2 separate regions of the Ovis aries genome follow, and region 1 is linked to region 2. Evidence: chromatin contacts called from public Hi-C data. All regions are on one chromosome and are shown on one strand. Each heading gives the region's core, a stretch centred on a gene start, on an enhancer-like site or on the middle of the called end of the contact. The rest is flanking DNA. Distances are from core to core; before and after follow the strand shown.

Region 1 (3,494 bases), core at 666-3,165, 100 kb after region 2:
GGGCATGTCCCTGAGTCTGCTGCTGTTTACATGGAAGGTGAGCTCAGGCACTTCTCAAGCTGTGCACACCCGCACGCCTCCCCCTGTGCGCATCCTTAGGTATGGGGGCGTCTCTGAAGGTTGTCCCCCCTGGTTAAGGCTCCCAGGTTCACATCTCTCCTGCCATTTTTGCCTGCTGCTCTGGGCCTTCCTTCGAAGCATTTAAAGTGCCTGGCACTAGTGGGAGCTCAACAGATGTTAATTCCTTTCTCCACTTTTATCTGAAAAACTGTGTGTGTCCGGGTGTCCTCCTGGCCTCTGCGCCTGCTTTATGAGATCAGTTAATCGGTGCGTGTTTCCGTGGCATGGGCTCGGCTCTTTGTCGGGATGCCCTGCGGGTTCTCTGCTCCACGGATGTCTCTCTTCTCCGAGCGACTGTTAAGCGATTTCTCAGATGATCTCTGCCTTCCCTTTCGCGATGCGTCCACTCTGCCTCCCTCACCCACACACGGTACTGCATGGCCATAAACGGCGTCCCCAGCACTCCGCTTGCTGCGTCCCTTCGCAGTGCCTTCCAAGCTCTCTCTCACTTTTTTTCCCCCTAAAACCTGCAAACGCGTTCCTTGGTGTGTCCTCTACAATCGCTGAGTCTGTGAGCCTTCGCTATGCTCGAGTTGTGTGTGTCTGTGTCCACGCTCTCTCCGGAAGGCGGAGCGGGGTGCGACACCCGAGTCTGCCCAGAATGCAGTGTAACCACCTCCCCCCAAGCCCTGCACCCCGACACCCCGATGCTGGTCTCTCTCTAGGTCAGTGAGTCAGCCCCAGCCGCGAGCGACGCGTCTTTGGGGGATGAGGAGCCACCGAGAATCCTTCTCTCTAGGGGACCGAGGTCCTTGCTCCCGGGTGAGCGCTGGGTGTGTGTGTGTGTGACTCCCCGGTTCTCTGGGAACGCCCGTGTGCCCTCCTCCGCCCGCGTACGCGGAGCGCCCGTATCAGCCTCTGAGAGTACACGGTGGGCACCCACCCCACCCGCCCCTCCACGCCCCGTACGCGGCCGCCCATGTGTCCCCAAGTCCCTGCGGGTAAAGTGTGTGTCCCACCTTCACACGCGGAGCGCCTGGGTCCCGGGCTCTCCGCGGCTCTACGGTTGGGACGCCCCCCACCCCCCGAAGCGGACGGCTAGTGCCAGCCGGTCCTCTCGGTTCGGCGTCTGGACGCTGCCCTCCTCCCATCCACCCCCAAACGTCGTGGGGGCAGAGGAGCCATTTCACTCATCTCTTCCCTGGTTGCCTCTCTCCCTCAGCGGGACCGAAAAGGCTAGAAAAGCCCCGCGGGCGCCGTCGGAAAGTCCCCGCAGCGCAGGGGCTGCGGCGGCCTCGGCCCCGCCGCCAGGGGCCGCCCGCCCGCCCGCTCGCCCGCTCGCCTCCCCCGGCCACACGCCCCGGCGCCTGGCCGGCCCCGGACGGCGGCGGCCGTCAGCCACCCTCGCCCGGCCCTGCCCTGCCCCGCCGCGGCGCGCGCGGACGGCAGCCGAAGCGAGTCACCGCTCCGCCAGCCCCGAGCCAGGTGCAGCCGGGTCGGTCAGGGGGCGGCGCGGCTGGGCGGCCGGGGACGCCCTTTCCCCCCTGCTCTCAGCCGCCCGGCCTCACCTTGTGGCTCTGGTAGGTCTCGAGCGCGCGGATCGCCGTCTCGGTGAGCTTCACATGCAGTACGGTGATGTGGTCCTGTCCCAGCCTCCCGCACGACAGCCCGTACCGCTGCTCTTCCCGCAGACCCGCCGCCGCCGCCGCCCCCCCCGCCGCCATCTTAAACTCCCCGGGGTGCCGCCGCCGACGCCGCTCGGGCTCCAGCCTCCACTGCGGCCGCGGCTGCTCGGGCGTCTGCAGCCGCCGCCACAGCTACGGCCATCCCGCTGCTGACGTACTGTCATATACTGCGCGCAGGCCAGACCTCCGGCGGCCACCGCCGCCGCCCGCCCCGCCCTCCGGCCTCCTGCCCCGCCCCTGGCTCGTCTCATTGGACCCCGGGGCTCCTCAGGACCGCCCTTATTGGCCACCTCCCACTCTCACGGGGCGGAGCCCAAAGTAGCCGGAGTTTTGCTCCCGGGACGGGACGTCCGAGAGGTGAGAGGCTGACGTCGAGGTGACGCACCAACTTAATCACACCTGACGTCACGCCTGATCGGCTTGCTTCACGGGCGGCTGTTGGCCAGGCTGGTTTGGGGGTGTGTGTTGGGGAAATCTCCTGCTAATTTAGGGTGTCCAGGTTGCCTGGTCTGACTCCCTGGAGGCCGAGCTCCGCCCCTTGTGGGGGTACTCAGAGGTGGGAGTGTAGTGGAGGAGACTCTTCCTGCGCTGGTGGTCCTTGGGGAGGGAGATTCCCTACCCCAAATTGATGGCCAAGTAAAGACTTCGTTCCCCGACGGCTGCTTTAGCCTGTGGAGTAGGATGTGTGCGTGTGAGGGAAGATCGCAGTCACTTGTGGAGAGTTGCTCCTCAGAACTCACCGCTTTGATGAGCGGCTGGAACTGGGGAGGAGGACGCTCTTCCTCGTCATCCTTTCGCCCGAAATTTGAAATTAGCGAGTTGGCCCCTGGCTTTGAAGAATTCTGCTAGATTGTGTGAAGCCTCTTAACGAACGTGAAGCTAGTTTAGGAACCGGTACCTGAGGCTTTGGTGCGGTGGGCACAGCAGAAAACGGAAATTGAAGGGTTTTCCCACGCCGTGCCCGGTTGCCATCCCGGAGAAATGTATTCCGTTCCTTTGAAATTCTCCAAAGTAGGAGCAGGGTTATGTATAAATTATGCATGCACGCATGGGACTTGGGGCGGAACTTAGGGTTTTCCTTTCGAAGGGCAGTAGGAGAGTTTAAGTGGCCTTCACTTATATTAAGAGACACAGCGACATCATGCCCTGGTTTCGTCTGGGTTCTGTCCGTTTCATCTGACAGGGAGGTGTTTGAGCTGTTGCTGTTAAGTGGAGGAGACCGGCGCGTGAGGGGGTGAGGAGGCTGGGCGCACATTCCGTTCCTTGCGACGCTCCGTGTGTGGGCGTGGCTAAAGGAAGACGCCTAAGCCCGAGCGCTTTTCAGCGCGGCGTGTGGATCCACTGGACAGGCTTCCGGTCAGACGATGAGTTAACCGGAGATCAGCGACACCAGATATTAAAAAAGCAAACTATTCAAAGGCATGAAACTACTGCAAGGTCTTTTTTTTTTCAATTACTTAAAAAAATTTGAGACGCTTTTTTGTTTCCCTCAGATTGTAAAACTCCGTTGCGTTGACTGGGATGTCCCCAGGAAAAATGTATAGGTATTTAATCAGTGTTTCCCATACTTTTAAATTGGATAGTGCCATTATTTTTTTCCAGGCAGTTCCAAGTGGGAGTTTTCCATGATTCACCTCCCGCTTTTAATCAATCCCCTACCGTTCATGTACACTACCTCGCGTTTCAGACCCTTGAGCCTTACAGATGACAGAACAGATTACAGATTCGTTCTGTAAACAAATTACTGAA
Region 2 (3,172 bases), core at 247-2,746:
TAGTGTGGGTATTCTTTGGCACTGCCTTTTTTAGGGATTGGAAAGAAAACTGACCTTTTCCAGTCCTGTGGCCACTGCTGAGTGTTCCAAATTTGCTGGTATATTGAGTGCAGCACTTTCACAGCATCATCTTTCAGGATTTGAAATAGCTCAACTGAATTCCATCACCTCCACTAGCTTTGTTCATAGTGATGCTTCCTAAGGTCCACCTGACTTCACATTCCAGGATGTCTGGCTCTAGGTGAGTGATCACACCATCAGGATTATCTGGATCATGAAAATCTTTTTTAATATAGTTTTCTGTATATTCTTACCACCTCTTCCTAATATCTTATGCTTCTGTTAGGTCTGTACCATTTCTGTCCTTTATTGAGCCCATCTTTGCATGGAATGCTCTCTTGGTATCTCTAATTTTCTTTAAGAGATCTCTAGTCTTTCCCATTCTATTGTTCTATTATTCTAAAGTAAGCTCGTAAGATACTGTAATTTTTATTATTCAATCACGAGGAAAATCCCGAAGCATCAGTATTTTGGGTCACTGGTGTCCCTCACACAGTCTGTGAACACTGTTGCCAAAGCAGCAGCACCCTTCATCTGACATCTTTGCCTTGTTTTTCAGGCTTCCTGCTTTCACAAACCCGCCTGGATTTAGGTCCATAACCTCTTAGGCAAGAAAAGTTTCCTATGAGCGTGACATATATGAGCACAACCCTCAAGAGCCAGGGAGGTTCTGGCAAAACCACTCACAGTCTGTAAGTTTCCTGGGAGTTTCCCAGTACCCGCCACCTGGAAGCTGCTGAGCTGTGCCTGCAGACTGCTCCCTCCCGCAGCCAGCGGTGGTTGACTTCATCTAGATGTCAGCCCTTGATCTGCTCCATGCTGACAGCCTGACCTGACCGGCTAGGGGATTATGACAAGCCTTTGTTTCCATGTGGGCGAAATCTTTGGAAAAGGGGAAAGCTCCTCAGTGAGCCGTCATCCTCAGACGTGGCTAGGTTATGAGTAATTCTACTAGCAGAGCCAGGGAGCTGGCAGTCCTTAGGTTGAGACTGTGTTACTAGTTGTACAGAGCAGTGGGAGAGGAAGGGGGATACTTGATGCAAAAGCCTCTGTCAGCTGGGGAGCTGCTTACCAACCCAGAAAGGCATATGATGATGTCCACTCTGGGAGGTCAGTGCAGACAGTCCTGAATATGCAGCCTCGCTGTGTTCCTGCACACACGTGGGCACACACACACACCAGCCACATGCTATGGTGAGGAAAGGAGGGTGCGTGGCCTCGAGGATTGGTTTGGATAAAGGGTGCACATCCCTGCTAGTGTTTTTGTTCTCTTTCCAGAATGGACCGTAGCCTGCCAGCCGCCTCCGTCCCTGGGACTCTCCAGGCAAGAACACTGGAGCGGGCTGCTGGGCCGCCTCGGCGGTCCCCGGCAGGAGGCTCTGGGTCCGCGGTCAACTCGAGCCCGCCGCGCCGTCGCCGGCGTCCAGCAGGGGGCGCTGCGCCCCAGCCCGCCTGCCCTCTCTCCCCGGCCGAGGCCGCCGCGACGCCGGCCAGTCGGGGAGCGGGTCCGCGCGCGCACGTCCTCGGGCGTCCGCCGTGGCCAACGCGCACGGTGACACGCCGGCTGGACGAGGCCCTTTGTCAGAAGCCGCGGGGACCTGGCGTTTCCGCACGACGGGAAAAACAAAGGGCTTCTGCCTGCCTGGCCGAGGTTGACATTGGCTCACCCACTGATCCCCGGGCTTTTGCAGGCAGAATGAGTTCGTGCGAGATCGCAGGACCTTGCCATGAGTCACACTCACTTTCTGTAAATCCAAGTCAACAGCACACTTCCCCTCACTTTGGGCCGTTGCTTGAAGTTTTAGGTCACCGGGTGCTGTTTGCGTTAACAAGAGACTCGAATATTTCACAAGTCCTTTTTTTTTTTAAAGGCAAAACCAACTTGGGGGGCAGATTTGCAGTTGAAGAGTTTTGGTTGCTCTTAGCTCCCCAAATAGGTTGGCCTTATATATTATTTACATGTTTCAGAAGTCTGCCATGTAAAAATTCAAGGGAAACTTGCAAAATATTTTCTGGCAGGGGGCCCAGGAGGGGTTATTCAGGGAGATAACCATGACTGGACCAGGCGTGGGAGCAGGTAGGTGAGGAAACTAGCTCAGAGCTGCTGCTTCTTCTTTTTTTTTTTTTTTTTTTGTAACACCTAGAAAAAAAAAATTGTAGACACCTGGAGTTGATCTGTACTGAGGATTATGGGCAAATTTTGATATTCTGGGAAACAGACAAGATGGGATTAAAAGTAAAGAGACAAACAAGAGACCTGGGAGGATTTGGAAGGGTTTGAGCCAGTGAACAAGGAGCCTGAATAATACCATCAGGTGGAGCACCTGAAGAGAATTAACTTGGAAGGTGGTGGAGGCTCGGGGAAAGCTTTTCATTGGCCACTGGCCTGGAATCCACTGTACATCGGGTAGCGTCCCTGGGCCTTGCAAAGATGTTTCCCTCGCCAGCCTTTCCAGCAGGCTGCTCTGGATCCTTCTTCACCACATTTAGGGGGAAATACATCCCCAAGAGAATATGAGGTGGCACTAGTGGTTAAGAATCCGCTTGCCAGTGCAGGAGACGAAGGTTCGACCTTTGGGTCCGGAAGATCCCCTGGAGGAGAAAATGGCAACCCACTCTGGTATTCTTGCCTGGAGAATTCCACGGACAGTCCATAGGGCTGCAGAGAGCTGGACGTGACTAAGCACATACACATCCCCCCAAAGTTCCCTGCACCCTCATTCCTAACTTTTAGCTAATTGCCACCTGCCAGGACTTTTTTCTGTTGATATCCAATCCCCTTTCTCATCTCATGAAATCTCAAATCTGATTGTCTCCTGAAAGTTCTCCTACAGAAAGCTCTATGCCTGGTGAAATTTTTGTGCTTTTTTTTTTTTTTTGTATGTACTATTATTTTTAAAAATCCTTTTATGGTTTTATTGAGAAAAAGGATCTCTGGGGACCAGAGAAGGTAGGAAACAGTTTGTGGTCTCTTTTAAGTTCCCTTTTCCTTCCAGGCCTCGTGGGGGTGGGGCCTCCAGCTGCCCTGCTGACCTCTTGCTTTGGTGGGATTAGGGTCGGGGGCTGATGGGAGGGACGTAAGGACAAACACGGAGCACCTTTAGACACAAGG

The links. Hi-C and Micro-C count contacts between places; a contact is called where the count stands out from the background.
Region 1: a contact with region 2 is called in a Hi-C map of liver, with 5 times the contacts expected there. The contact joins the promoter of ELL2 here to the enhancer-like site in region 2. A contact is called at or near these places in 7 of 16 Hi-C or Micro-C datasets (blood, hypothalamus, liver and 1 more).

The regions. Positions count from the first base shown.
Region 1 is chr5:92,916,213-92,919,706 of ARS-UI_Ramb_v3.0, forward strand. It overlaps ELL2 (elongation factor for RNA polymerase II 2), which reads right to left and starts at 1,916. Exons shown (of 12, transcript XM_027970525.2): 1 at 1,629-1,916. The coding sequence starts at 1,784. It overlaps LOC114115026 (a long non-coding RNA gene), which reads left to right and starts at 2,061. Exons shown (of 6, transcript XR_003589533.3): 1 at 2,061-2,102.
Region 2 is chr5:92,815,340-92,818,511 of ARS-UI_Ramb_v3.0, forward strand. No RefSeq gene overlaps it. Among named protein-coding and RNA genes, the nearest start is that of TRNAG-CCC, 35 kb to the left of the region's middle. Within about 2 kb of position 1,497, at least 27 of the 54 cell types and tissues checked have an H3K27ac peak or open chromatin away from gene starts, as enhancers often do. A contact at or near this core is called in liver and tail adipose tissue, where this site is marked.